2 separate regions of the Mus musculus genome follow, and region 2 is linked to region 1. A link is a contact called in public ChIA-PET data. All regions are on one chromosome and are shown on one strand. The core of a region is the stretch at or near the end of the contact, and the rest is flanking DNA. Distances in the headings are between cores, read along the strand shown.

Region 1 (3,550 bases), core at 125-2,624:
CCCTTTATGCTGTGTTCAGAGAGAGGTGAGCAAGAAGTGCACGTTCTTTCTGATCCAAGCGCTGTTCTAACTGACCATGGCCACAGTGTTCAGGTCAATCCCTCATCCAAAGAGCTTCTTGCATCTTAGCCTCACCCAAGCCTATGCCCGGTGCCTTCTGATTCCTAGAATCTCAAACCCCCTCAACTCCTGAGCACTGACTACAGGTCCATGGCCAAAAGCCAATACAACCCTTTGGAAATAGTTGCTGGGTGTGTGGGGAGAAGCCAGATCTAGATCCTCAGTCCTAAACCAGTAGAACATGACCCTCTGCAGCTGGGCAGGGACTCAGCATTTGACCACACTGTTCTTGTGCACACTGAAGACATTCCGGCCCTGAGCAAGGAACACAGAGATTAGTGCTGCCAAGCTGCCAAATTGTCCTCCACCCCCACCCCCACCCCTGCACAGGTAATATGGCAGGGGCTCTCAGATGAAAGGCAGGAAGGAAGGAAGGAAGTGTTGGGCTTTTGACTAGGTGATGTTTCAGAAGTTTCTGTTTCGAACACCCTGAATTTGGAGGGCTGAAAACAATGATTATTTTTGGCCTCGTTATCCTTCTCCTATTTAGTGGGTAATCATTGTCAGAAGAGTATTGACTCTTCCCTGGCCTAGCCTCATACAATAGTCTAAAAATAGGGCTTTGCCTCTGAGTTCTTGATGTTCTCATTCATATATATATATATATAGGTCCATTGTCCATTCTAGCTTGTCTGCGAACATCCATTTTGCTTTTCTATTTCCTAAAATAACCTCTCACATTCCTCTCTGAATGACTTCTCATTTTCCACATGAGCACAGAGGCCCTGTGCTGGTCAGAGCTGATCTGCTCCACCAACCAAGCCCTACTTCCTTGGGTTTTCTATTTCATCTCATGATCCAGAGGAACAACGCAGAACTAGAACCTTCTTGGCAAATGTCTCACTTGCAGATGTGAAAACATTCCCACCCTGCCCACTTTCAGAGTTAACCTAATCATAGAGACACTTAGAGGAACCTGTCTGGGATCTAAGTGTCACCTCTAAAAACGAGGCCCACGCCCCAGCTCTGAGATGGGAATTCATTGGAAGGGAGACTGCAGAGTGACTTCGCAGAAGGAACGTGCCAGGGAGGCGTATTGATTCAGTGTGAGCCCTGGAAATGGCATTCCTCTGCTGGATGCTGGGAAGTTCTCATGGGCAGACATATTGCAGCCTTGGCATGATAGCGGATCCTAACGCCCTAAATAGCACGGCTTCTTTTAAAAATCCCTCTGGCATCTGCCCACAGCACCCACACCCAGGAAATGGTGGGTGGGGTCTGTTTGCACCCACTGCGGTGAGCTAGAACAAGTTCACTCACTCAGGAGAGGAGTATCTTCGGAGGCAATGCTTGCAAAACACAGAAGGGCAGCTCTTCTGTGGAGCCATTCCATTCGCTTTGGCTTTCCCTTCTGTGGCTGAGGCCCTGCTGTGTCTACACATATGCTGCTGCCCAGGCCCACATGGTGAGGCATCCCCAGCCCCCACTAAAGCAAAGCCCCCTTCATCTGCTTGGCAGCAACACCTTCTAACCCTGCATCTGAAGGCCAACATGTCCTGGATCCACAGTGAGCTCACTGCAGGACCAAGACTTCCAGTTCTTTTGCAGCCACCTTGCCTAAGCCTGGTTTTCCTCTTCCTGCAGGGCTTCCCTGTGCTCATCGGGTTCTGGGGAGATGGACTCAGCAGGATATGGTTGACTCCATAATGGGGTTCTGTCATTCTGGGAAGCCCCAGTCAGTCCCATCAACCAAGACTAACATCTATTATCCAAAGGCTTTTCAGAGTCGCCCTTTTTGTGCATACTTGCCTATGCCATCTGTTGGACAGCTGCTCCTACACAAGGAAATTCATGAGCAGGAGAGATTTTTAAAAATCTAGCCTGGTACCGAAAGCAAATAGCTTATATAGAAGTCTTGTGTCCTCCCACTCTGTGGTTTACCTGGGAAAATGCACACCAACTTTCCAAAGACAGAGATACACACAATGATGTGAATGCCGACTCTCGTCTATGCAAGGCTATGGAAGACCCATGTGAAACCTTTGCTTTCTCATTCCTCATGAGTCAGTGAGCTGAGGAGGCCTCAGAAGTTTCTTCTGTCTTCTTTGGGGTGTCTCATGGCCCTAGAGTCAGGTTGCTGGGATGTCCTGGAGAGCTTCATCCACATATCACCATGTGTGGTTAAAAGGCTGGGGTAGTTGGCCTTCTCATTTGGTTCACCTGGTCACCCACACTGCTAATTTGGGCTCATTGTGGGTTGGTGGCCCATTCTGGAAACTGCCTGCAATTTATTCCTGCTGGGGGAGGGAAAATCAGTTTTCTCCAAAGTAATGTCATTGGGTTTATCAACCACACTGCAAGGTAGGCCCCATGCCCAGAAGTCATTGGCCAACACGGAGCAAGCATTCTTAGAGGGCAAGCTTCACCGTGACCCAGCCTCCCTCCAGCTGCCATCTCTCTGTGCTTTGGATGAGCCAAGGACACTCTAGAGCGCACCGGAAGGCAAGATTTCTTGAGCGGTTTCAAATGCAGCAGTCTATCACCAGCCATCATTCCACAGATCCACGCAGGGACAGCCAAGTCTGGTGCACATTAACTAGGGAAGCAGATTTTGGTGTTCCCTTTTCTCCGGGGGGAAACGAGGGCAGACATAGATCCACTTGTGGAAAAGATCTCACCAGCTCCCCAGGACAGGAACTTTCTCATTAGCACTCAGGGAAGTTTGAGCACATTTTTGCTCTGTTTTCTTTGCGTTTAGTGATGCTAAATAATATTTTATCTGAAGCCATCAGGAGCATTCGGAGTGGTATGGTTGTAGATGTAACATTTTAATGGGAAAATAACACACGCACACATCCCAATTTAGTGTTTGCTGTGTTTGCATCCCCGGATTTCATGGGTAGCACTTATTTTCACTCCCTCTGGCCCACATTCCTCCTCCTGCTTCCTGCTCTGGAAAAGGAGACTGCCAAGTTTGCAAATCAGAGCCTCGGTTACCGGGAAACATGGGTCCTCATCAGGAGCTGGTCCCACAAGCAAATGATCCAGGGAGCTCTCATCGCCTCCCTTGGCCACATGTGATGCCCTGTAACCATCCCTTAAAAAAGAAAGTGTGTGTGTGTGTGTGTGTGTGTGTGTGTGTGTGTGTGTGAGAGAGAGAGAGAGAGAGAGAGAGAGAGAGAGAGAGAGAGAGAGACTTAAATCAAATGGAGCGTTTGCTCTGCTCTCCCGCAGAACTGAAATCCTCGAAGAACGAGATGGAGAAAACTTATTTTTAAAAGTAAGAGTTAGGAATTCAAGACAAGCCATATATGAGCATTATGTAAAACAGCTTAAGAAAAACAAGGTGAGCCTAAGTTATTTTTTAAACCTTCTTCATATCCCTGAGAAGACAGTTTAGTTGGTAAAGCGCTTGCCATGCAAGCATGGGGACCTGGATTTAATACCTAGAAACCATGTTTTTTTTTTTTTTTTTTTTTTAAATCCAGGC
Region 2 (3,428 bases), core at 596-3,095, 180 kb after region 1:
TTGGGGTATCCATGCAGAAGGCTTGGGAGCACAGCCAGGAGCCTTTGCTGGTTGTTGTGGGAGCTTGGATAGAATGGATTCTCCTCAGAACATTCTTAGTCACTGTCAGTAGAGGGGTGGCAGAATGCAGAGGTATCCACACAAGAGTTCTTTAGCGGGAGGTCTGGTGGTCATGTCAAAAGGGTATGAGCTTGGGAGTGGCTGCGCATGGCCTTCAGCACCTCCTGATGTTGGCAGATTTTCTCCAACAGCTGCTTCTGTTTCCTTCCCTGTTTGGGAGTCCTTTGGACTGTCTCCAAGGGGGGGTCCTCTCTTTCTGCTCAGAGGCCTCACCCTGGTCCTGCCTGGGATGGTGGTTCCTGGAGCAAACCCAGGTACCAGGGCAAACTTATCCATCAGAACTCAGCCAGAAGATGAGAGTCATCCACCCCAGACACAATCGCAATGAGCGGCGGTCAGGGTTTCCATAACCCTCTGGTATTTGCATTACAGCTCACCAGGTGGGTGCTGCTTCATTCCACTTAGCCAAGAAGTAGCCAGACTCATCCCAGAGCCTGATGACTTCATCCCATAATGCACCAGGTGCTACCCCATTGCCTGAAGCAGGTCACCAACTCTCCTTGGCATCAGCAAAAGCCTGCTTATGCTGTGTGTGACGCTCTGAGGCCAGATAAGGCACATCAGAGACCTCAACAACCTGCCATGTGCTATGCTGTTCTCCAGCTGTGAGCTCTCTTTCTTGTACATCTTGATGAAGTGACTACAGTTGGAGTAAATGTGCCTTCTAGGTCCTGATCTTCAATATGGACCCCTGAAACAAAATCAGTTCCTCTGGCTTTTAGGGGTTAATCACTTGGCCCCCTTGACTCTTCTCTTGATATTAGCTTTTCTGCACAGGGCAACAGCCACAACATCACCCTGGAGTTCTGTGTGAGGTCTCCCACTCATACAAACTTCTAATGCCTAGCTGGGTGCCTAGTGGCTTTTTCTTCATCAATCTGTGACAACATTTACATTGCTTTCTTCCATTCACATCTGTCTTGGTCTTGAGATGACCTAACAAGTACTTAAACAATGTAGACAAACGTAGTACTAGTCTAATGTAAAGACCACCCTGGTCTTTACATTATAACTGTGGGTGTGTCTGAGATCTGAAGACCTGTCTCAGGCCTGGCAATAGGCACGGGAGTGCTAGTCTGGCTTAGTGCCCTCTGTAAAGGTCTTGGCCATCTGGATATCTTTTGGATTGGAGGCTCCGTTCTGTGTTATCCATAAGCCTAAATTTAAAAATAATCAGCAGTGTTCTCTGGAACAGAAATCTCTTCGTCCTGTCAGCCAGCCCAGTGTTGCTGCCACACCGCTTGTGGCCCTGGAAGCCCTAGATTCTCGGGCTGTGGAATCAAAAGCTAATCGCTGCTATTTTCAGGAAGCCTCATGACTTCTTCCTCAGTGTATGAGACTGAATGTTTAAAGATGAACTTTGCCTCGGCGGCTAACGCCTCTGACGGGTTCCTGTGTCCGAACATTCCAGGTAGGCAATGGGACTGACTTCATCAATACCTTCTTCTTCATGGCTAATCTGAAATGGGGAGAAGCTGGGCATGGTGTTTCCCTTCTTGGTGAAGATGGTAAAAATCCTTCCCAGTATGCATTGAACCTGAATTTAAAGCCATTCCTGTACTGCCCAAGCTGGGTAGACTCAGGTGTACATTTGCCTGGATTCCCAAACACGGGCAACAACCAGGACATACTCAACTCTCCCATAAATATAAATCTGCCTTGGAGTCACATGTGAAACCTTGTTTACCTTTTCGCCTCTTCCTCATTGCGCGACAGGGTGATGATATTTCCTGTTTCGAAGTGCTACAGTCTGGGGAGCCCTTTTCTCTTTCATCTCAGAAGCTTAAGAGGACTCTTGCCTTGTTACCACAAAATGCCTGGCAGTAGAGTCTTTAAGAAAAGGGTCCTTTTGCTTATGCTCCCCGAAGTCTGAGGGCATGATGGTAACATTGGCTTCCAGTAAGGACTTTATGGTAGGGTGAGTGAGTGAGTTCACATGAAAGAGAAGGGGGAGGGGCGGGAAAGCAGAGGGGAGAGAGAGACAGAGAGATATGATGATGAGAGAGCAAGACATGAAACAAGAGTAAATTAAGAAAACAAACTTGCTTCCTAACAACCTACTTAGTCTTAATCTTTTCCCAGGGTGAAAAACTAATAGTCTCTTATTAGTCCCCACCTCCTCAGAGTGCCACCACCTCTCCAAACTATCATATCAAGGCTCTTGTTATTAAGTGTTCTCAATCCGGAGCTCAGGACGAGCGAAGCGTTCGTTGCCTTGGTTCCTCTGGCTCGTTGCCAAGGCAGGACCCAGCAGTTCTGAAGGGACCTTGAGCCTCTGACTGGAAACAGACCCCTTGCTATTTGTGTCTCCATTTCCATGTCTAAGGAGCCACAGTGTGACTGGCCACTGACTTTCAGGGCAGGGAAAGACCATCCTAACTGTTTGAAGGAGATCAGGGAAATGCTAGCTGAACACCAACACCAATCATATTGACCGCAGCAACGGAAAGGCTACTCCTTGAGGCCCTGGGGCTGGCGTCCGACTCTGTTCTCCATTTTCTATGCTGTCCTGTCTCTAAGGGGAAAAGACTTGTGAGACGCTGTTTTCTGTAGAGTGTGGGTTTCATTCCTGTGGTATGAATGAAAACTAAGCCATCAGCATTAGTCACACTTGACTCTGGGCTCCCAGAATACTGGGTATGTGGCTTCTTAGAAGATGATGCCACGTGACTTGGGGAAGCTACAGCAAGGGGCAGGAGTGATGTCTAAGCCAGCCTGCATTGCAGCTGTCCCACTGTGTAATGGTGATAAGTCACATGGTCTCTTTCAGTGCTTTGGCTTCTTCACCTGGAAAACATATAAGAATGGTACCTACCTCATAGGACCATTGAAAGGATGAGAAAAGCAACATGGCCGGGTGCCACTTACTGACAGAAACAGACTCCCAGAAATGAATTATATGGTGATTTCTGTCTCTGCAAGCATCATAGACTATACCATACAAACTCAGATGACATGTCCTACTGCACACCCAGGCTAGTGTTGGAGGGGGGGGGGCTGCCTGTCTGTGTATCTGTGTGTATGTGTGTATGTGTGTGTGTAGTATATTTCTGTGTGTGTCTGTGTGTATGAATGTGTTTGTGCATGTATCTGTGCATGTGTGTGTGTGTGTGTGTGTGTGTGTGTGTGTGTGTGATATTCTACTACCCTTGGGACTACAATAAACAAAAAATATGAGGTGGAATCAAGCACAGGAGAAAATGATGTCATCAAGAAACTCCACAGAGTGTGAAGCTGTTGCTACTGACGTAACATGTGCACTGTTGTCTGTCAGCACACTCAGTAGTGGGGGTGTGAGCCTCCATGAT

What was found. ChIA-PET counts read pairs in DNA pulled down with a chosen protein or histone mark.
Region 2: an RNA polymerase II ChIA-PET map of memory CD8 T cells shows a contact between it and region 1, with 5 read pairs. The contact joins two enhancer-like sites. A contact is called at or near these places in 1 of 484 Hi-C or Micro-C datasets (muscle stem cells) and 3 of 115 datasets of contacts at active chromatin or transcription factors (embryonic stem cells, heart atrium and memory CD8 T cells).

What each region holds. Positions count from the first base shown.
Region 1 is chr1:39,096,452-39,100,001 of GRCm38.p6, forward strand. No RefSeq gene overlaps it. Among named protein-coding and RNA genes, the nearest start is that of Gm35222, 71 kb to the left of the region's middle. Within about 2 kb of position 1,375, at least 18 of the 459 cell types and tissues checked have an H3K27ac peak or open chromatin away from gene starts, as enhancers often do. A contact at or near this core is called in memory CD8 T cells, where this site is marked.
Region 2 is chr1:39,279,301-39,282,728 of GRCm38.p6, forward strand. All of the region lies in intron 2 of Npas2 (neuronal PAS domain protein 2), which reads left to right. It also overlaps the pseudogene Gm17904. Among named protein-coding and RNA genes, the nearest start is that of Npas2, 87 kb to the left of the region's middle. Within about 2 kb of position 1,846, at least 88 of the 459 cell types and tissues checked have an H3K27ac peak or open chromatin away from gene starts, as enhancers often do. A contact at or near this core is called in memory CD8 T cells, where this site is marked.